Linked DNA regions of Mus musculus: all the other regions are linked to region 2. Evidence: chromatin contacts called from public HiChIP or PLAC-seq data. All regions are on one chromosome and are shown on one strand. The core of a region is the stretch at or near the end of the contact, and the rest is flanking DNA. Distances in the headings are between cores, read along the strand shown. Region 1 overlaps Tab1 (TGF-beta activated kinase 1/MAP3K7 binding protein 1). Region 2 holds the start of Fam83f (family with sequence similarity 83, member F). Region 3 holds the start of Sgsm3 (small G protein signaling modulator 3).

Evidence for each region. HiChIP or PLAC-seq counts read pairs in DNA pulled down with a chosen protein or histone mark.
Region 1: a contact with region 2 is called in an HNF4G HiChIP or PLAC-seq map of pancreatic cancer cells. The contact joins the enhancer-like site here to the promoter of Fam83f in region 2. A contact is called at or near these places in 4 of 39 promoter capture datasets (the C10 cell line, HPC-7-derived erythroid cells and liver), 1 of 115 datasets of contacts at active chromatin or transcription factors (pancreatic cancer cells) and 2 of 9 other capture datasets (adipose tissue and embryonic stem cells).
Region 3: a contact with region 2 is called in a FOXA1 HiChIP or PLAC-seq map of pancreatic cancer cells. The contact joins the promoter of Sgsm3 here to the promoter of Fam83f in region 2. A contact is called at or near these places in 3 of 39 promoter capture datasets (erythroid cells, fetal liver and stem cell-derived epiblast-like cells) and 1 of 115 datasets of contacts at active chromatin or transcription factors (pancreatic cancer cells).

What each region holds. Positions count from the first base shown.
Region 1 is chr15:80,159,051-80,162,245 of GRCm38.p6, forward strand. Tab1 (TGF-beta activated kinase 1/MAP3K7 binding protein 1) reads left to right here. Exons shown (of 11, transcript NM_025609.3): 11 at 1,024-2,657. The coding sequence ends at 1,231. Among named protein-coding and RNA genes, the nearest start is that of Gm31253, 12 kb to the left of the region's middle. Within about 2 kb of position 1,386, at least 150 of the 459 cell types and tissues checked have an H3K27ac peak or open chromatin away from gene starts, as enhancers often do. A contact at or near this core is called in adipose tissue, embryonic stem cells and pancreatic cancer cells, where this site is marked.
Region 2 is chr15:80,670,019-80,673,444 of GRCm38.p6, forward strand. Fam83f (family with sequence similarity 83, member F) reads left to right here and starts at 1,829. Exons shown (of 5, transcript NM_145986.2): 1 at 1,829-2,369. The coding sequence starts at 1,899.
Region 3 is chr15:80,975,812-80,979,131 of GRCm38.p6, forward strand. Sgsm3 (small G protein signaling modulator 3) reads left to right here and starts at 1,954. Exons shown (of 22, transcript NM_134091.2): 1 at 1,954-2,054.

The sequences.
Region 1 (3,195 bases), core at 136-2,635, 510 kb before region 2:
CTTTTGGGTAGGGAGTCTTATTAGACACAGGTTCTAGCAGGTATTGAACTGGACCTGGGACAAGTGGAGATTCAGGGCAAGGTGGACAGGGGACCCGAGAAAGAAGCAAGGCAGCTGACTGACGTCTCAGCTTTCATCCATGGGCAGCTTCTCTCGTGTTTTTCTTCTGTCTTGGAGTTTGTAACCCAGGGCCACTGGCTTCATGCATCTGTAGTTGGGGACATTGCCTGGCCTGTACTGGGTTGTCAGAGCTGCTGCTCTCTCACTGTGGCATGCCATGGCTGTCAGCTGTCTAGTGTAAGGGGCACTGGGGGTGGAGGTCATGGCCTGAGAGGAGGGGCATGGTGCAGACCTGCCTGACAGGTCTCTTGTCCAACCGCTCCCTGTACTTCTGTGACTTTGTACTTTGCTCCCACCCCACCTCTCCGGGGGAGGGGGGGATCTGGTTTCCACATTCCAGCCCTGCACCGATGGAATAATACAGCTGCCACACCCAGCCCCTCTCCACTTAGAGCTTAGCCGGATGTGGCCAATTAGAAGGGCTGGCAGGGAGGGAGTGCCCCTGTTTTCCTCTGCCTCTCCCTCTGCCTCTTTAGAGGGCCTCCATCTGTCCCCAAGTCTGTGCTGCTGCTGTTCCTGCCACCACCTCTGTGGATGGAAGGGCCTGGTAGACATCTGGGCATCCTGGGTAGCCGTGTGCTGTCCCCAGCACAATCAGCATAGCCCTCCCTCCCCACCAGGCTTCCCCAGGAAACCAGCAGCTGTGTCCACAAAGCCAAGCAGGCAAGCTTCACGCTTCTCAGCCTGACTGCCCGAGCCTCACAGATCTCCTCCCCTGGCGCTGAGTCTTATTCTGTCACCTAGGTCAGCCTGTCTTTAAAAACATCTCACCCAGCTGACTTCTGTAGGATACTGGGGAGAGAGAGAGAGGCCTGAGCCTAAAGGGCCGCTCTTTTCACCGGTGGGAAGTTGAGGGCCCCTGATGCAGCTCCCCCAGACTGACTGCTCTCTCTTCTTCTGTAGCCAGAGCCCCACTCTGACCCTGCAGTCCACCAACACGCACACCCAGAGCAGCAGCTCCAGCTCTGACGGGGGCCTCTTCCGCTCCAGACCGGCTCACTCACTTCCACCCGGAGAGGATGGCCGTGTGGAGCCCTATGTGGACTTTGCTGAGTTCTACCGACTCTGGAGCGTGGACCACGGCGAGCAGAGCGTGATGACGGCACCTTAGTCTAGCCTCAGAGTGCAGCCTGGGCACAACTTTGTGTAGACACAGAGGGCCAGTGCCAAAGCAAGACAAGCTTCCTGACCTTTGCGGGGGCCATGGAACCCTCGGGCAGTGAGTCATGACGTGCTGCAGGTTCAACCACAGCCCTGGGCTGTGGCCTGAGTACAGACTGCATTGCTGCTGGTCCACACAGGAGGCTGGAGTCCAGACCACAGGCATCCTAAGACAGGGCCAAGCGGGAAAGCTGCAGGTAGCTTACAAACCATCACGAGTGCCTCCTGACACGTTTAAAGACTAGCAAGATGCCGTCCTGTGGACCCCAGCTACCAAAGGCCAGACAGACACTGCTCCCTCAAGACTCCTCCACCTGCTTCAGCTTCCCCCGGAAGAGCTGTGGCCTCTGCGAGTGCCCGTTACCTCTGGGTGGCTATCCCCTTTCCACCTTTCAGCCCAAACTCCTAGATCCAGAGTAGCGAATAACAGGAGTGGGTGCCTGTCACTGGATGTCACTGGAAAAGTCCAGGGAAGCAGAGGGGTTATTAACAGCCACAGAGGAGCAAGACAAGGAAGTACCAGAGAGAGCTGGCCAAGGAATGCTAGTCCTGGGCTGCAGGTCAGCCAGCTGGCAGCTGAGCTAACTCAGAGAGCTGGCTTCCCAATGGGGTGCAGTTAGTAGGCCAGGCCCACCAGGCAGCTGCAGTTCTGCTTCTGCTAGATCCTGCCCTGGGGTGAGGCAGGCCAAGTCAGAAGCCAGTGCCTTCCTCCCAGCGGGTCCTGGGAAGCCAGTGATAGGGGGTGCTGAGGCAACAGACCTCACGCTGATGAGGAGGCTGCTTGGTTCCGGGCTCTGCCGAAAGAGGAGTGGGATACGGCTGTGAGAGGGCCGAGGTTGAGTCTTGCTCACCCAGAAGACCAAGGACATCAGGTGCAGTGATGCGGACGTGCAGGGAAAAGACTCTGCTGGTCAGGCCCTGACTGGGACCTGTTCACACAGAATCTCTCCCTTCAGACAGGAGGGTTACCACAGCTGCCTGCAGTGTGGCCACCCCTGTGCTCAGAGGAGAAAGGCTGGGTGCTCCTCTTACCTGAGCCCTTCCATCAGGATTAAATCTGCAGCCCTTTCCCCACTGTGTGCAGCTACTGGGCAGGGTGCCCAGTGTGGCCTGGTGGCAAAGGCCAATTCAGAGCACTTCTCAGACTCCATTTCCCTAAAGCGAGGCTGCTGGCTCCATGCTGAGGAGAAGCCCTGGGGTGATGGGAAGAAGAAGCCTTCCTGCTCTCCACTAGGAAGTCACCTCTGCCCTGCAGGTGCCCTGCAGGTGAGCAGCTCTCAGCTGGTGCACAAGGACATGGGACAAAGGAGGTCCTCCCCAAGGAATGTGGTGCTGTTTGGTCTCTAGAAATAGAACCATGTTCTTCATGCAGTAAAGATGTCATCTTGTCTATCTGTAACTTAAGCACCCAAAAGGTGGCTGCCTCCTGTTCTGCTCAGGAGGTTTGGGAGCCAGGCTTTCCGGACTGGTAAGTGGCAGTGCTGGGATTTGAACTCAGACCTCCTAGCTGCACACATCACTGCCCTCACCCACTGAACATGTGTTTTGCCACAAGCCTGCTGTCTGAGCTAAAGAAGGCAGTGGTATTCTGTTCTCCAGAGAGTGAGTCCAGGGATGGGGTGGGGTGGTAACTTCATGAGGCTTAGGTCACAGGTCAGGGCCCTTGCCCCTCCCCTGCCTCGCCCCCCCCCCCCAAGCTGGTTGGTTTTATTTGGTTGAAAGATCTCTTTAACATACCTCCTCTTTCTCATCTAAGGCCTTTACTCATCCATCTCTGGATCGCCTGCCTACAGGCTGAAAAGCTGTCTGCTTAGGAACAAAGCTGGGCTCTGTCCTCTATGGTCACTGGGTCCCCCACATCCTCCCCTCTGCTGGGCAGAGGCTCTTAGCACAGGGCTCCACATGCAGAACTCC
Region 2 (3,426 bases), core at 579-3,078:
AGGGAACAGGCAGGTTTGCTGTTACTCGACATCCCCAATGCCAGCAGTGACTATTGTCACAAACCCTGCAGTTTACTTTTTTATTAATTTTTTAAAAAAATTGTTATGTGTATGGATGTTTTGTTTGCAGTTATGTCTATGTACCATATGCATAGCAAGTGCCTGAAGAGAACAGAAGAGAGTGTCAGAGATGCTCTGGGACTTGAGCTATTGATGGTTGTGTGCCACCATATAGGCCCACGTCCTTTGGGAAGCATCCAGTGCTCTTAACCATGTCTCCAATCCCTGCAGACAATCTAAACACTCATTTCTCCAGACCATCAACGGGGCTGTGGGGTATAGATCAATGAAAGAGCCCTTTCCTAATTTTCCAAAGCCCTGAGTTTTATCCCAAGCACAGAGGAGGGAGGGAGGGAGGGGGAGAGAGAGAGAGAGAGAGAGAGAAGGAAGGAGTGAGAGAGAGAGAGAGAGAGAGAGAGAGAAGGAAGGAGTGAGAGAGAAGGAGTGAGAGAGAGAGAGAGAAGGAAGGAGTGAGAGAGAGATAGAAGGAAGGAGAGAGAGAGAGGGAGAGAGAGAGAGAGAGAGATGCCTATTGACTCCTTCATACACACCCCTAATAACCCCAATAACCTCTGTTTCTTTATAAGAACAAGCAAAGGAGGCCACATGTTGGGAAAGGACCTCCCTCACCGCAGAGAGCATAGCAGTTCCTTTGCTTAGCCGCTCCTTTCTCGGGAGATATAGAAAAGCATTTATTTCTAGGCCTCAATTTCCTCGTTTGTGAAATGAGGGGGTTGGACTCATTTCTAAAGCTCCTTCCAGCTCCAAGTCGCTGTGCTACAAAATGAGAGAAATGTGAACCTTTGGTTGCTATGATCTGAAAATATTTTGAATGTGGAGAATCAAAATTGTACAGCAGCACACGAACAAAATAATATGTTAATGACTAAGAAGATTGTATTTAATCCAATGGGAAACAGCAGATCCTCTGGTGGTGATGGTGGTGGTGTGCACGCGCGTGTCTGTGCTCAGCTTCCTTCCTTGGGCTCAAACATGTATTTTGAATCGCTAATATAGTAATCAGGCCTCTGGCAGCCTATCAGGCCCAAACACACGCACACACCACTTCAAATTAAAATGAGGGGCAAATCCACTGCCTCCTGCTTACATCTTTGCTATTTGGGTGATTCTTTTAGGAGAAAAAAATTTTGTAGTGACGGTGTTGGTGTTGAATTGACAGCCCCTGGAGGCCTCTGATCTCAGAACTGGGACGCGTGGGCGGGAGAACTAGGGATTTCATTAGCATCTTTGCTTTCCCACACAGACTGCCCCCTACACAGTCCGACGATCTAGCCCAACAGCACACACACTTGGACCCTGAAGGCCGGAGTGGGTCAGGATGCTACTAAATTCCGCAGGCGTCCGGACTAGAACACGTGCTCTGGGCCCTGCCTGCGGGAAGATGAGGCTGTACCCGCGGGGCTGAGTCCCGAGGGTGCTGGAGGCGTAAAGGGGTCAGGTCGCCGACCTTCCCTGCACTGATGGGTCGCAGCTGGGAGGCGGGCGTGACTCAAAGGCCGCACGTGCCTCTGACCACAGCCGGGCTTTCACTTCCACGCCGACACTCTGCACCCCAGCCGGGCTAAGTAGGCCAGAGACGCAGGGCGTCGGCTGAGCCGCCCGTGAGGTCCCCGCAAGCCCTGCAGAGGCGGCGGTCCCTCTCCGCCCGACGGCCGCGCCCGCACCGGGGCCCGCGCCGATTGGCCGACTGGCGATCGCTGGGCGGGCCGAGGCGGACCTCGCGGCCAGGTGAGGCGCCCCGCCCCTCGAGCGCTCCAGGTGCGGCGGTGGGGACAGCAGGGTCCGAGCCTGGGGCCCCGGGACAGGGCTGGGGCGCCATGGCCGAGTCCCAACTGAGCTGCCTGGACGAGGCGCACGTGAACGAGAGGGTGACCGAGGCACATGCAGCTTTCTACTACTGCGAGAGGCGGCGGGCCGCGCTGGAGGCGCTGCTGGGTGGAGGCGAGCAGGCCTACCGCGAACTGGTCAAGAAGGAGCGGCTGCGGGACTTCCTCTCCAGCCAGGAGCGCCAGGCCCTCTGCGCCGCCTGGAGCCCCTACGAGGAGGCAGTCTCCAGCACCCGTGCCAAGGCTAAGGCCAAGGCCAAGGTCCCGGCCCAGCCCACTGAGTCCCTGGCCTACTGGCCAGACCGCTCGGACACCGAAGTGCCCCCACTGGACCTGGGGTGGACAGACACCAACTTCTACCGCGGTGTGAGCCGAGTCACGCTCTTCACCCACCCGCCCAAAGAAGAGAAGGCACCGCACCTGAAGCAGGTGGTCAGGCAGATGATCCAGCAGGCCCAGAAGGTAGGCCTCGGGCCCCAGTCCTGCACCAGAGGGACCCCCCACACACACACACACTCCCCTGCCTGGTCTCACTTGCGGGCCACTCTCACCATCCTCTGGGAAATGGACCCCCGCTGGCGCTCACCTTGTGCAGCTGTGATGAGACCTTTTGAAAGATGGATGTGTAAGTTCGTGGCAAAGCACTGGTTTTTCTTACTACAGTGTCTAGGTGCGCTAGCCTTGTGTTGGTATACCTCTGTCACCATCCATCTTCCTTGGGCAGTGTGACAGTTGTGAGGCCCTGTGCTAAACTAGCCACTCAAAGGGCTTGATCATGAACTATCACCAGGGATTTATTTACAAGGCGTATCCTCGGCCGTTTCCCTATTTGATCTTCACAATCGCATGAAGTTGGTAATAGCCTCCCTTCCCCTCTGGGCCAGATGAGCTTTTCTTAGGAGCCTTTCTCCCCCAAACAACCCGACTTTCCCATTATCATCCTCTCCTGGGCTTGGCACTAGAGCCCAAGCAGGCTCAAATGAATGAGGAACGCTATTTTAAGCTCTAGCAGTGGCTTGGCCCAGTGTTGGGTGCTCCCACAAAGCACTGGACCAAGCTCAGGAAGAGGCTCCTACTTTGCCCATCTGCTCTGCTTGGGTGTTGAGAGATGTTTCCAAGGAGCCTGGTTAGAATACCAGTTGGACAGCTGGCTGTGGGGTAGGTGAAAGACTAATCTTTTCCTCTGTGCCCTTGGGTACTTGGGTAGTTTCCAGATAAAATGTGGGCTATTGCATTAAATTCAAACTTCAAATAGGTCTTTTTGTATCTTTTTATTCCAAATAAGCTGCACGGCGGCTGCATTGATGCTAAAAGTGACTTTTCATTTACCTAAATTCAGATTTAATGGGACAGATATTATTTTACCTTCTAAAGACTGAGAGGTGATAGACATACTTTTATCCCATGCATGTATTGTGTTTGGGGTGTCCTGGCACATATGGATGTCAAAGGACATCTTTGGGGAGTCTGTTCTCTCCTGCTACCATGTATGTGGGTTCTTAAAGTTGAATGCAGGTAG
Region 3 (3,320 bases), core at 704-3,203, 310 kb after region 2:
AATGTTTCATAAGGCAGACTTGATGGCACACCCCCTTAACCTCAGCAACTTAGAAGGCAAAGGCAAACAATCTCTGGGAGTTTGAGGCCACCCTGCTTTACACAGGGAACTCCAGGTCAGCAAAAGGTATGTGAAGAGACCATGTTAAAACATGAAAACTGAGCCGGGCAGTGGTGGCACACACCATTAATCCCAGCACTTGGGAGGCAGAGGCAGGTGGATTTCTGAGTTCGAGACCAGCCTGGTCTACAAAGTGAGTTCCAGGACAGCCAGGGCTACACAGAGAAACCCTGTCTCGAAAACAAACAAACAAACAAACAAACAAACAACAACAACAACAAAAACAAACAAAAATCAAAAAAACAAAAACCACACGCAAAAACTGAGGGGCTAGAGTTGGCTCAGTGATTTAGTGATTAAGAGCACTTGTTGCTTTAACAGAGGACCTGAGTTCAATCCCAGCTTCCACGTGGTGACTCAGGACCATCTGTAACTCCAGTTCTAGCCTCCTCAAGCGCCAGGCACCATGGTACATGTATACTCATGTGGGCAAAGCACTAATACACATACAATAAAACACATGCATCTTTCAATTTTTAATGTGTGTGCTGGGGATGAGTCACACAAATTAAAAGGGTGCTGTGACTGAAAAGACAAACAGACTACTTAGGTAATCAACACAGATTCCATGTTACCACTTCCTAGCTCCTGTTATTTCCATCCGGGTCCTTCTCTAAACACTTCCGTCAGAAAGTCAGCCGTGCCTGTTTGCTAGCAGTCACCACCGTGGGGCTTTTTTGACTGTTGGCGTTCCCTCATAGAAGGAGGGACTGAAGAGGGCAACTGTCTGCCCCTTCCCACCCCAGACTTGAGATTACAGCTGCTCCTCACAGCCATTGGAGGCAGTTCTACCCTAATTGCACATGACCTCAAAAATCTCTGGATGCGCCGGGTCATATATGCTTCAGGGGCTCCATGTCCTCCTGAGCTGTGGGGAAGCCATATTCCATTTCGGGTGAAGACGGCAGTATGGCTGCATGTTACCCATGCTCCTGTATGCAATCTATCATCTATGCTCTGTAAGTAAGCCTAACAGATTCATTGGCTCTCCAGGTTGAACTTTGCTGAGATCGTACTTCGATTCGTCATTGGCACCTTATAAGGATCTGGTAAATATTTAAGTCTCTCAGGGAAGGAATTTTTGAAACAAATGAGAATAACATTCATTCTGCATTCAGCCCATTCCTGTGCTTGGGTGATGTGAAAAACCTGCTAATGTGCTTTGTAAGCTGTTTATTGTACGGCCAGGTCATGACTGAGTCCACCTTGCGGTTTGTAGAGTTTGCTTCATTGACCTGGGCACAAGTACGAACCAACACTTCAAACCGGTGTTGGTCGCAGTCAGTGTCTTTTCAGATTTGGCTGAGATGTCCCTTTAATGCTGTTGATAGCCTTTCTGAAATGAGGGAGGGGGGGGGGGCGGGTTCAGATTAGATTCCTTGCCAGCAGTGACAGTGTCAGCTGCCATCTTTCTGGATTGTTCTTTGGTGCTGTGTTTAAACGTTTTCCATACACATTGAGTTCTCACGGAAACCGTAAGTTCCGGGTTTTTATGGATGCGCAAAATGTTACGAGTGACTCAAAAGCAGGTGCTCAGGTTCCACACACCGCTTCCTTCTTAGTCATGACCTCAATCAATTACTGCTTTCCCCAGGGCCTGTGACTGATGGAAAACTAGATTAATCTGGTCTAGAAGCCAGCTCTGTGAGCCTGAAAGAGAAGACCAGTTTCTGGACTTGTGCACTGACTCCATCCTGACTGCTCCCAAACAACCACGAGTTGCTTGCATCACAGACCGGGTGCCTGGGGTACCTACCTCTAAAGGACGCCTGGAACCTGGGATGGGCCAGTCTTCCCGCGAAACTACAGCCCCCAGCATGCCCCACGGCCACCGGCTCTGCGGCCCGCGCGTGCGCAGAAGGGCAGCAGTGCGCGCCGACTAGGAGGCAGCTGCTAGCCTGACCTGCCGAGGTGCTGAGGTGGCCGCGAGACAGGTGAGCGGTGCGCGAGTCTCCGAGTCTCCGGGCCGGCGAGGGGGACGCTCACCTGCCTCTTGAGTGGAGGCCGCGGGGTACGGGCTGAGGGGAAGGCGGCGGGGAAGGCGCCGCCTCAGGCGGGGGCGGCGAGCCGCCGCGGCGTGGCTGCTCCCACGGCGACCCGGGACGCGCGTGACAGTGACAGACCCACCCCCTCCGGCGGCTCCCGGCGACCCGGAGGAACTGCGCCTGACGCAGCGGCGGGCGTCTCGGCAGGTGGCAACTCTCCCTCAGAGCCGACTTAGCTGTTCCCCTGGAAGACTCGGGTTCAGTGCCTAGGCCGAGTGTTAGCAGCGGGGAAACTGAGGCGGACGTGTAGGCAGGGGTCGCCTCGTGTGCTTCCGGTTAGAGGTCCTGAAATTACCCTGAGATTTAGGTGTGGGTCCCGACTGCTTTCATAGGGCAGTAATAGGAAATACAGATGCTTTAAAGTTTCCTTGTCAGTGACAGATTGTGCCGTGTCTTCCCGTCTCATGATGCATAGGAAATTTATGATGGGCTATGGTGGGTTTGTTTTTGTTTTTGTTTAGGTTTTTGTTGGTGTTGGTGGTGAGTTTTTAGAGATGACAGGGGAGTGGGTATTATCTGTCTGTCTGTCTGTCTGTCTGTCTATCCGGTTCCTTAAAAGAAATCTTTCTAGGTAAATTCATGTTTGTAGCCCAGGCTGGCCTCAGACTCCGAGCTCTGCCTGCTTCTGCTTTCCAAGTGCCGAACTGAAGGTGTGCGCTCTCAAGCCTCCAAATTCACATCTTCAACCGGACTACTTTTCAGTTTCATCTTTTTTTCTTTGTAGCTTTTCTGACTGTGCTGGTGACTGAGTTTTCAGGCACGCACAGTTCCTGGTTCTTTTCCCCCTTAAGCCCTCTGTTAGCCTCCAGCTTTCTTCTGACTCCAAGCATTAATGATCAGTTTCCCATACTCTGTTCCCCGTGACCTATGTGTGTGCTGCTGCTGCTGCTACTGTTGTTGTTGATTATTCCATATGGAACCCAGGGCCTCCCTCCACTACTGAGCTGTCCCCAAATCCTTAATGTAGCTTCTTCATCATTATCTCATCTTGGTTTTTTGGTTGATTGGTTGATTGGTTTTAAACTTTTAAAATTTAATTTTTTTAAATGTGTGTGTGTTCATGAGTGCATGACCTGCAAAGGTCAGAAGATGGCTTTAGATCCCCAGGAGTTAGAACAGCGGTGAGATTGTTATGGGTTCTGAGAACCAAATTTG